2 separate regions of the Mus musculus genome follow, and region 2 is linked to region 1. The links are chromatin contacts, called in public HiChIP or PLAC-seq maps. All regions are on one chromosome and are shown on one strand. The core of a region is the stretch at or near the end of the contact, and the rest is flanking DNA. Distances in the headings are between cores, read along the strand shown.

Region 1 (4,158 bases), core at 478-2,977:
AAAATGAGAAAAGCAACCATAGACCAGGGCTATGGAACTGCCCAACCAGGGCTGAGAAACTGGGACACTGCAGAGTTCCGGAGACCATATTTTACTTGGAGAATTTCCTTCCTGTCTGCTGCAACCATGAAGCATAATATATTAGTTGCCCAGTTTAGCAGGACAGCATCATGCACTTGTAACAAGCATGTGGTAAGACACCGTGTAGATCTGGAGGCCTATAAAACCTGACCTTATAAATCTGCGAGCATCAGCTGCATACAGCAGCCTCCCATGTGGTGAAAGCCAGACTTGGAAAGAGTTCTTTAGTAATGGGACAGCTGCACCCTACCCCCACGACCCCTCTTTAAAACTCCCCAAGAGGACTCACCAGGGCACATTTAAAGTTTCTATTTCTCACCCAAGAACGCCCTGTCAGACACCTGGGACTCAAGCTAGTTCTAGGATGAGGATATAGGATGCTTAGGACTGAGTGCCTTGCAGGTGCCCTTCAGGATAAAGTGCCACCCTGGCCACTTCTCCCTCCTTTCCTGCCTCTTAGTCAGGTCGTGTTGCCTCTGTGCTGGGTGTAGGGGTGTCAAGCCCAGCACCTTGTGTGTGTTAGGCAAGTAGTGCTTCACTGAGCCACACCTCACCCTTCCCTGCCCCCCCCCCCCCCCCCCAGAGGACAGGACAGTATATATTCATGGTTTCCGTTGTTGCAACTCCCTGCTTTGCTGGTGTGAGGAAGAAACTGCATAGCTGATATGTAAAGGAATGGATGCTGGCATGCCAATAAAACCATTCATAAAAACAAGTGTCTGCATTTGGCCCCGAGGCTGCGTTTATTAGGCTCTGCTTGGAATGGTAGGTGTCTAAGCACCTAGTGTACAGGCATTTACTCCCTGGGGGATTAACATGGGCAGTCCCAGGATTTGTACTGACAACCTGGAACTCCCAGCAGGCTTAGTTAAGTCCCAACAGTGTGCAGACAGTTCCCTGGGACACTGAGACAGTTGTCACTGTTCTCTTACATCCCTCATGGACAAGGAAAGCCAGATTTGGGAGTTAAACTGTTTCCCCTGGTCCAAACAACTATTTCAGTAAGATTTGAAGCAGTTATTCTGGGCTCCAATGCACAGCAAAAAAGCTGGAAAACAGATACCACAGTAGAGGCCCTACAACAGTGTGTCCTTTGCTTCGTTCGGGTCAGTAGGCTTTCTGATGATGTGACTACCTTCTAGAATTCTGAAGCCTGGATGTGGCTTTACCCTGTGGCCTTGGGTGACTAAACTCCACTGCCACCAATCTGAAAAAAAAAAAAAAAAAGAAAGAGAAAAAGAAAAGAAAAGAAAAGAAAAGAAAAGAAAAAAATCTGGTAGTATTGCCACAAGGACTAAGTAAAACACGTGGAAAACTTCTTGGGAGGTGAAAATACTGAGTAAATGTTAGTTTATCTAATTTTCCAGAAGAGTCCGGGCAGTAGATGTGACAGAAGTTTTCTCTGAATTAAAATCTTTTCCGTTGGCATCTCCCTCCGTAGTCCCCAGCTTTGGCACGCGCCTTCCACAGGTGGAACCAACTGTGATGCTGATTAAAACCCCCCACCCGCCCCGTAGCTGAAATCGGTGGTGAGCTTTGCTGGCCCCGCCGGCCCCACAGGGAAGGGCTTTGAGCCTTTGGAGCAGACAGGCCGATGCAGGGGGCAACTCCCTGCCGGCCCCTCAGAGGAGGCTCCCGGCAGCATGGGGTTCTGTTTAGGGAAGCCGGTTCCCTGTCTGGGCAGATGGCCTGCAGGGACGGGGCTCGGCTGATCTGGTTTCAACTAATTCTATTAAATGGAAAGTTCTGTAGAGCAGATTCCTTCGCAAGCCTCTGTCCACATGGTGATTTAATCGAGTAAATTAAAACATGGTTGCTCTCTGTCCCCCTTGTTTTTTGCGGTGGTGGCCCGGTAGGGAATCCAGTGGGGAGGAGGGGAGGCCCTGCTTGTGTAGGGGCTTTGGCTGCAGGCTGTGTCGGGAGCCCTTGGGGGCGTAGACAAAGCTCTGGAAAGGCAACACGGGACCTGCAGAGTTTTAGGCTAGGGCAGTAGGTTTTAAGAGTGACTTCTAGCAATTCATTAACCCCCTCAAGGTGCTGATAGCGGCTGAGCAAGGTCTCCCAGGAAAGTGGTATTAACCAAAAGCAAGCCGAGGAAGACAACCTAGGAGCCAAGAGGAAGGAGACTCTGTGTTCCGGGAACTGCAGGAGGGAGCCTGGGCAGGGGTGTGGCTGTGGGTGGGCGGAGGTATCTATGTGACATCTCACATCCTGGGAGGATGGGTACCTGTTTTCCTTTTCATTCCCCTAGAAACGTTTCTTTCCCTCTACCCGGCTGTGATCATGCGCCTGCTCTGCCCATGCTATTGGGAGTCTCATCTCCCCGATAGCAGACACACTATCATTCTTCTCTGTGGCTTTCGCATCTCTGGTCTTAAGGATTAGAACGTTGTACAATCATGCTCTCACCATCTGTGGGACAGACAGAGCAAAGGAGAGGTGGTGGGCCACAAATTCTGATCATTTGGGCCCCCCTTTCCTCTCTTGTGACTTCCAAGGACATCCACTGGCTCCTCCAGCTCTCTCAGGCAGAGCTGGAGATGGGCTGTACTTGTGAGAAGCACCAGGGCTTGTCATTTCTCCCTGCCACTTGTAAGACAGAGAGTTTCCGTCTGTGTTCAGTTTGCACCGTGTTTCCAGCTGTGTTCAGTTTGCACCGTGTTTCCAGCTAAAACACACTGCCCTTCCTCAGCTGGGCATGGCGGCTTGCACCTTCAATCCCAGCACTCTGGCGGCAGAGGCAGGCAGATCTCTGTGTTGGAGGCCAGCCTGGTCTACAGAGTGAGTTCTAGGAGTCCTGTGAGTAGCCAGGCAAACATTAGGGGGCACCTCCATTTTGTGAATGATGGTAGCTTTCACAAGCACTGGAGCCCAGCTTCATACCTATCTGTGCAGTCTTCTGAGTTAGGCATCCCCAGGACTGAATGGTTTGTTAAGGACCCAGGACAGGAGACAGAAGAGAGGTCTAGAGTCAGGATAGGATGGATCCCTAGACATAGCTGCAGGTAGAGAAATTGGGCTCAACAGCCCTCCCCTTCTGTCATACCCTTTAAGCCCTGGATATCCTCCAGAGCCTTTCTGTGGGGTTGGCTGATAACCAGGCTGCCAGGAATCAGGAAGAGTGTAGCCAGACTTGAGGTGGGTTCTTCCCACAGAGGCAGTGTCTCCTGAGAGCTGCTGGCACCTCATCTTCAGCAACCCCGCCCCCACCACCCCCAACTACCTCCTGGCTGTGAGGATGCTGAGGAGGGACCGCAGCATCTTTAGGGAATCAGGATGACTCAGCTCTTCTGGGAGACACTCTAAACATGGCTGCCCATGCTCTCTCCTGCTGGGGTTCACCTGCTGAGTCACAGGGGCTCAGCTACCTCCTTCCACTATCAGACCCCTGAAGCATGCTTTGATTGTATATCCTGCCATTTAAGGGTCACTCAGGCAGACAGTCTTGCCAGCCTGTTCCAGATTGCCACCCGCCATTCAGCAACCTTCTGCTCTTCCCGGTAGCAAAGGTGTTTTCTTGAGAATGTACATGGTGTTCATGCATGCATGGCTTGCAAGTATATATTCTGTTGAAGCCTGAGGTCAATACTGGGAGTCGTCACCAATGTTCTCCATCTTACAAATTGAGGAAGGTTCTCTCTCACGGAATCCACGGCTAGCTGTTAGGTTGTCAGCTTGTTCAGCAGATTATCTCTGCCTTCTGGGCTCCCAGATGAGGGGTGGCTGCCACACATACCTGGTGTGTTTGTGGGGAGTTGGATTTAAGTTCTGGTGCTCATGCTTGAATGCTCTGCCCAATGTGGCATCTTGACATCTCCAGTGTGTGCACTGGGTTGTCCTGCACAGGGAGCCAGGGAACATCCATGGCTTCAGGCATACCTCTCCTGAGCCATATGATTGGATGAGAACATACCCAGGACCCTGCCTGGATGGTTAAGTTCCTGCACATTCTTAACAAATAAGCTGGGATGCAGTATTTAGTTATGACTGTGTGGCCCTTAGAAGAAAATCACCAAGCAAAAAAAGCAAGACACTACTAGATGGTAGCAGGTCAGGAGTCAGGAGACAGTCTGTTCA
Region 2 (4,158 bases), core at 939-3,438, 160 kb before region 1:
ATTATGGTCCTCTCTACCTTTGGGTCTAAAGGTGTATTAGTTGGTTTTAGGGGCCACTCTCACCAGTATGCAGATCACAAAAAGTAGTATTTTCAATATTTAAATGGATTATTTAAATGTGGCACACACTGTACGTCTCTAAACTCCAAAGTTGGTCCAAAAAAAAAATCACACTCTATATTTTAAATTGATACCAAACAGAAAAGCATGGAGAAAAGGAGTGGTCTGAGATCTATCTGGAGAACCGTGAACTGTTTAAACTAAACATCACTGCCTATATATGAACATGCTTTCATTCCCTTTCAACCTGAGAGTAGAAGTGTCAGGACACTGTGAACCGAGGGTGGGGGATAGCTGTGAGCTAGTCATAAAGGAGACATCACCACTCGTCTCACACTTCAAAATGCACCACATTTAGCAGCATCTTTCAAGTAGTAAGTACTCAATTCTATTAGGTGATTATCCCTGTAAAGTTTCCATAGGAATCATGAAGACCTGCAGATGTGCAAACCAGAGAATGGTTTCTCAATTTTCTCACTGCAGGTGAGGTAAGCAGTTGCATAAAACCTGCTATCAGCCATCAGAAAGTCAGCAAAGCAACAGGCAGGGAAGCTTCAAGGAGAAACTGAGATTCCACAGACAAAACTCACTTTATGACTATCAGTTAAAAATTAAGAGTGTAAAACAGAGCTACATAGAAAGAGTGTGTACTTAAGTATCACTCAGATATAATTTCTATTCACTTTAAGGATCCTTCCCTTTGACCTTTCAATACTAAAGATTCGATGGGAGATCCATTTTTTCCTTACTCAGACAACAAGAGCAGACTGCCTGCACAAGCCAGGCATTGTGTTGAGGCTGGGATACAATGGGAGAACATACACCCACCCAGCCTTGATCTGAAGGCACTTATATGTGAGTGGGGTTAATCAGCTAATATGAAACCCACACAACTACAGGAGTTCCCACATTGGGCAGTGAGCAGGAGCTAGGAAGGAGCTGCCCCAGTAAACAGATGGGCAGAGAAACCGCTCTCTAAGCAAAGAGGGATAGGTGGCAGAAGATCCAAAGTGTCTCTCCAGCTCCTACAGGGAAGCCTACAGTACACTGTGCCAACAGTGTCACAGAATGGGGTCCATGAAGGAGACAGAGGAAGCTCAGGGCCATATGTTCTTAGCATAGAGCTCACCCTACTCTGCAGAGAAGGTATACATGACCTGTTGTATCATTTCTTCAGGTGACTCCCAGAAAAGCATCTATATGACCAAGTATAATTAGTCCATCCCTTGTGTCAGTCTTAAGCCTTCCAAAGGGGAGAGCAATCTAAAGAACACAGCTACCTAAAAAAATCACATACTAAAAATGGTCCTAAAGTTTCTGAAAAATTCTTGGCTGGTAGGCAATGATACTTCACCAAAACATGTGTTTGCAACCCGGCTGTCATGAGATAAGTGGTACTAAACTCCATCAACAACAAAAAGGCTATCCCACTGCAAAGTTATGGTAATCTTCTGTTTTGCATTTGGAAAACAAAAAACAAAAAAAACTTGAACTGACAAGGTTTTTGGACAAAATATAACAATCTGATTCATCAAAGCATAAACTGACTTATTTAAGGGTTGAAAATACATCTTATAACAAAGTCAGCAGACACAATAAAAATGAATGTGCACTGAACCTGTACCACTGAGAGAATAGGGAAAGACAGATTTCTTTTGGCCATCTCCAAGTATTTTTTAAAATGGTAAATGAACATAGCAACTGAAAATTATAAGAGTTTTTTACATTTAAGGAAAATAATTTATTTTTCCTAACCATACAACAAAGAGTTACAGTCAGCAGCAACACATTTAAAGGGCTATTTTAAAAAATGCTACTCACTGGCGAAACCCCCTCCCCCAGCCCAGTGTAGCCTTTTCTCTAGCACAAATTATTGATTTGCAAGCAACAGTGACTACTCACAAAACTAAACCTCTTGTTACAGCTTAAGCCACAGCAGATACAAAAGCTTTTGTGATGAGAGAAGGCGGTGTCTGAGATCAAGAGGCTGAAATACCAAGTAGCAAAAATGAATCCTCTAAGAACTATCAAACCAAACAAAAAATAAAATTAGATATAAATTCACGTTTTAGACTGTGGTCAATTGAGGTCTAGACAAAACCCTATGTTTGTTCACTGCCTAGTCTCCAGTCTGCTCCAAGTTTGAAAAGGTAATTGAACACAGTCTATAATTACTGGATTAGACACAGATGGGCTCTGTACATTTCAGGGGGAAAAAGCACTGTTTTGATTCATTTTATGATTGCCTGTAAGGTCAGACTTTTCAGAATGTACTTTCATCTGTTAAATGGTTTCTCAAGCTCCCTAGGGAAGATCTTCAGTAACTGTGCTGTTTTAAGCAATTTGGGCCCATCAGATCCTGTCTTTGAATGTAACTAGCTGCCCATTTTCTAGTATTAGAAACCTGCATGTAGGTTAATTGCTACATCTCTTACATATTTTCTGAAGTTGCAGTTTTGGGGGGAAATTCAAAGACCCTGCCTCTCTTCTAGCAGAAACTGCCTTATGATGAAGATTTTCACATATAAATGTTACTGTTTGATGAATGAGTTTGTATCACTTGAAGTCCATGAAAAATACTTCCTAAAGGGCTCAAGTGAAAAACAGAAAAAGCAAACATTCTTCTGGACACAAGTCGTTAGCAACATTGATATGGTTATCTTCCAGCCGGGTAACTTATAAAGCAAAGCATATTCTTGACTAAACCCTTGCATATGGCTTTTTAAGAATTGCAAATGACCAGGAATTTTGTCTGTGCTAAAACAAAACAAGCAAAACTACTTCCTAATCTAAAAAAAAGAGGCCCTCCCTACTATAAACACAGCACTCTTTATCCAGCAGGACAAGCATGAAGTCACCACACAGCACCACATAAATCCCCAGAGCCCGCTCCCTGATGCATAGGCTCCAGATCCCTGTGCACGGACTCCCAGCCCTGGCTGAAACGCCATTGCCTTTGCTTGGTGTGCTGAATACACAGGCAGACACTTCTCAGGCCCCAACCCTGTCAGACGACCCTGGGGAAAACAGCTTGAGATGGAGGGCTGCCTTGTAGCCAGTCTGTGCATTCCTCGTGGATTTCCCACCCACATCATGACATTAGGAACATTTTTTTTCAATCTCCATTCCAATTAAAGCTTCATTTTCTATTCCCTAAACTCACTTTTGTTGCCATACTGATAGAGTAGAAATGTCCTAACTCCAGAAAAGTGAAAACAGAAAGTACAGGATACAGAATAGTCTCAAGGTTCCATTTTCAGAAGCTGCTGTGAGTGTTCGGGTTTTACAGCAAAGAGGATTTTATGGCCACAGAATAAATCCTAAGTTGCTGTTCTTCTTGAAATCACATGTGTGTAGGCCTAAAACAGGTTTTCACAGTCACAGTTGGCAGTTTCACCAACACTCCTGGTAAGACACACAAACATGATCAATATCACCTCTTCTTGTCACAAAATCAGACAGTTTCTAAGGCACAAAGATAATGGTGTGTTTTAACAGCACTGATTTGAACTGAGGCACATTTTGCAGAAGCAACTGTTTCTGTCACTACAGATGGCTCATTCCTGCCTCTAAAAGAAGTCACTGCAAGTATAATGATCTTGCACAGACCCAAGAAGTAGCTCTAAAATTAAGCCTACTTTAAGTTATAGGACCCAGGAAGTGTCTCTAAAATTAAATCTTCCATAAGTTATATCTTCACGGAAAATGAACAACTACCCCGATTTCCCACTTCACATGTGTACAGATTTTCTTATACCGATTTGCTCAGCTTAAGATTGACCTGTATTGAATGACTAGAAGCAGAGTAGCATGTAAGTGCTGTAGAAAATCATTCCCAATTTCCGCCCTTGCTCTCTGTAAGGCTCATGCTTAAACCAAGATAGGATCAGAATAAGGCATTTGTACAAAACCATGACAGAACTTTGGCCTTGTGATTGTGCCGTTTTATGTTTTCTTCATGTGCTGCACATAAACTGAACATAGCAAGCCAACTGGCATGGAGAAACTGCAAAGGGAAGAGAGCTTCTTTAGGTCAGTCTACATGTGAATTTCAATACAAGCTTCACAAGACTGGCTACCAAAAATCATGTCTTAATA

What was found. HiChIP or PLAC-seq counts read pairs in DNA pulled down with a chosen protein or histone mark.
Region 2: an H3K4me3 HiChIP or PLAC-seq map of craniofacial prominence shows a contact between it and region 1, with 5 times the contacts expected there. The contact joins two enhancer-like sites. A contact is called at or near these places in 1 of 484 Hi-C or Micro-C datasets (liver), 1 of 115 datasets of contacts at active chromatin or transcription factors (craniofacial prominence) and 2 of 9 other capture datasets (embryonic stem cells and embryonic trunk).

Annotation. Positions count from the first base shown.
Region 1 is chr5:37,899,715-37,903,872 of GRCm38.p6, reverse strand. No RefSeq gene overlaps it. Among named protein-coding and RNA genes, the nearest start is that of Gm20052, 8.0 kb to the right of the region's middle. RefSeq lists an enhancer at 1,380-2,767. Within about 2 kb of position 1,727, at least 19 of the 459 cell types and tissues checked have an H3K27ac peak or open chromatin away from gene starts, as enhancers often do. A contact at or near this core is called in craniofacial prominence, where this site is marked.
Region 2 is chr5:38,063,716-38,067,873 of GRCm38.p6, reverse strand. The region is part of intron 1 of Stx18 (syntaxin 18); the gene reads right to left. Among named protein-coding and RNA genes, the nearest start is that of Stx18, 27 kb to the right of the region's middle. Within about 2 kb of position 2,188, at least 23 of the 459 cell types and tissues checked have an H3K27ac peak or open chromatin away from gene starts, as enhancers often do. A contact at or near this core is called in craniofacial prominence, where this site is marked.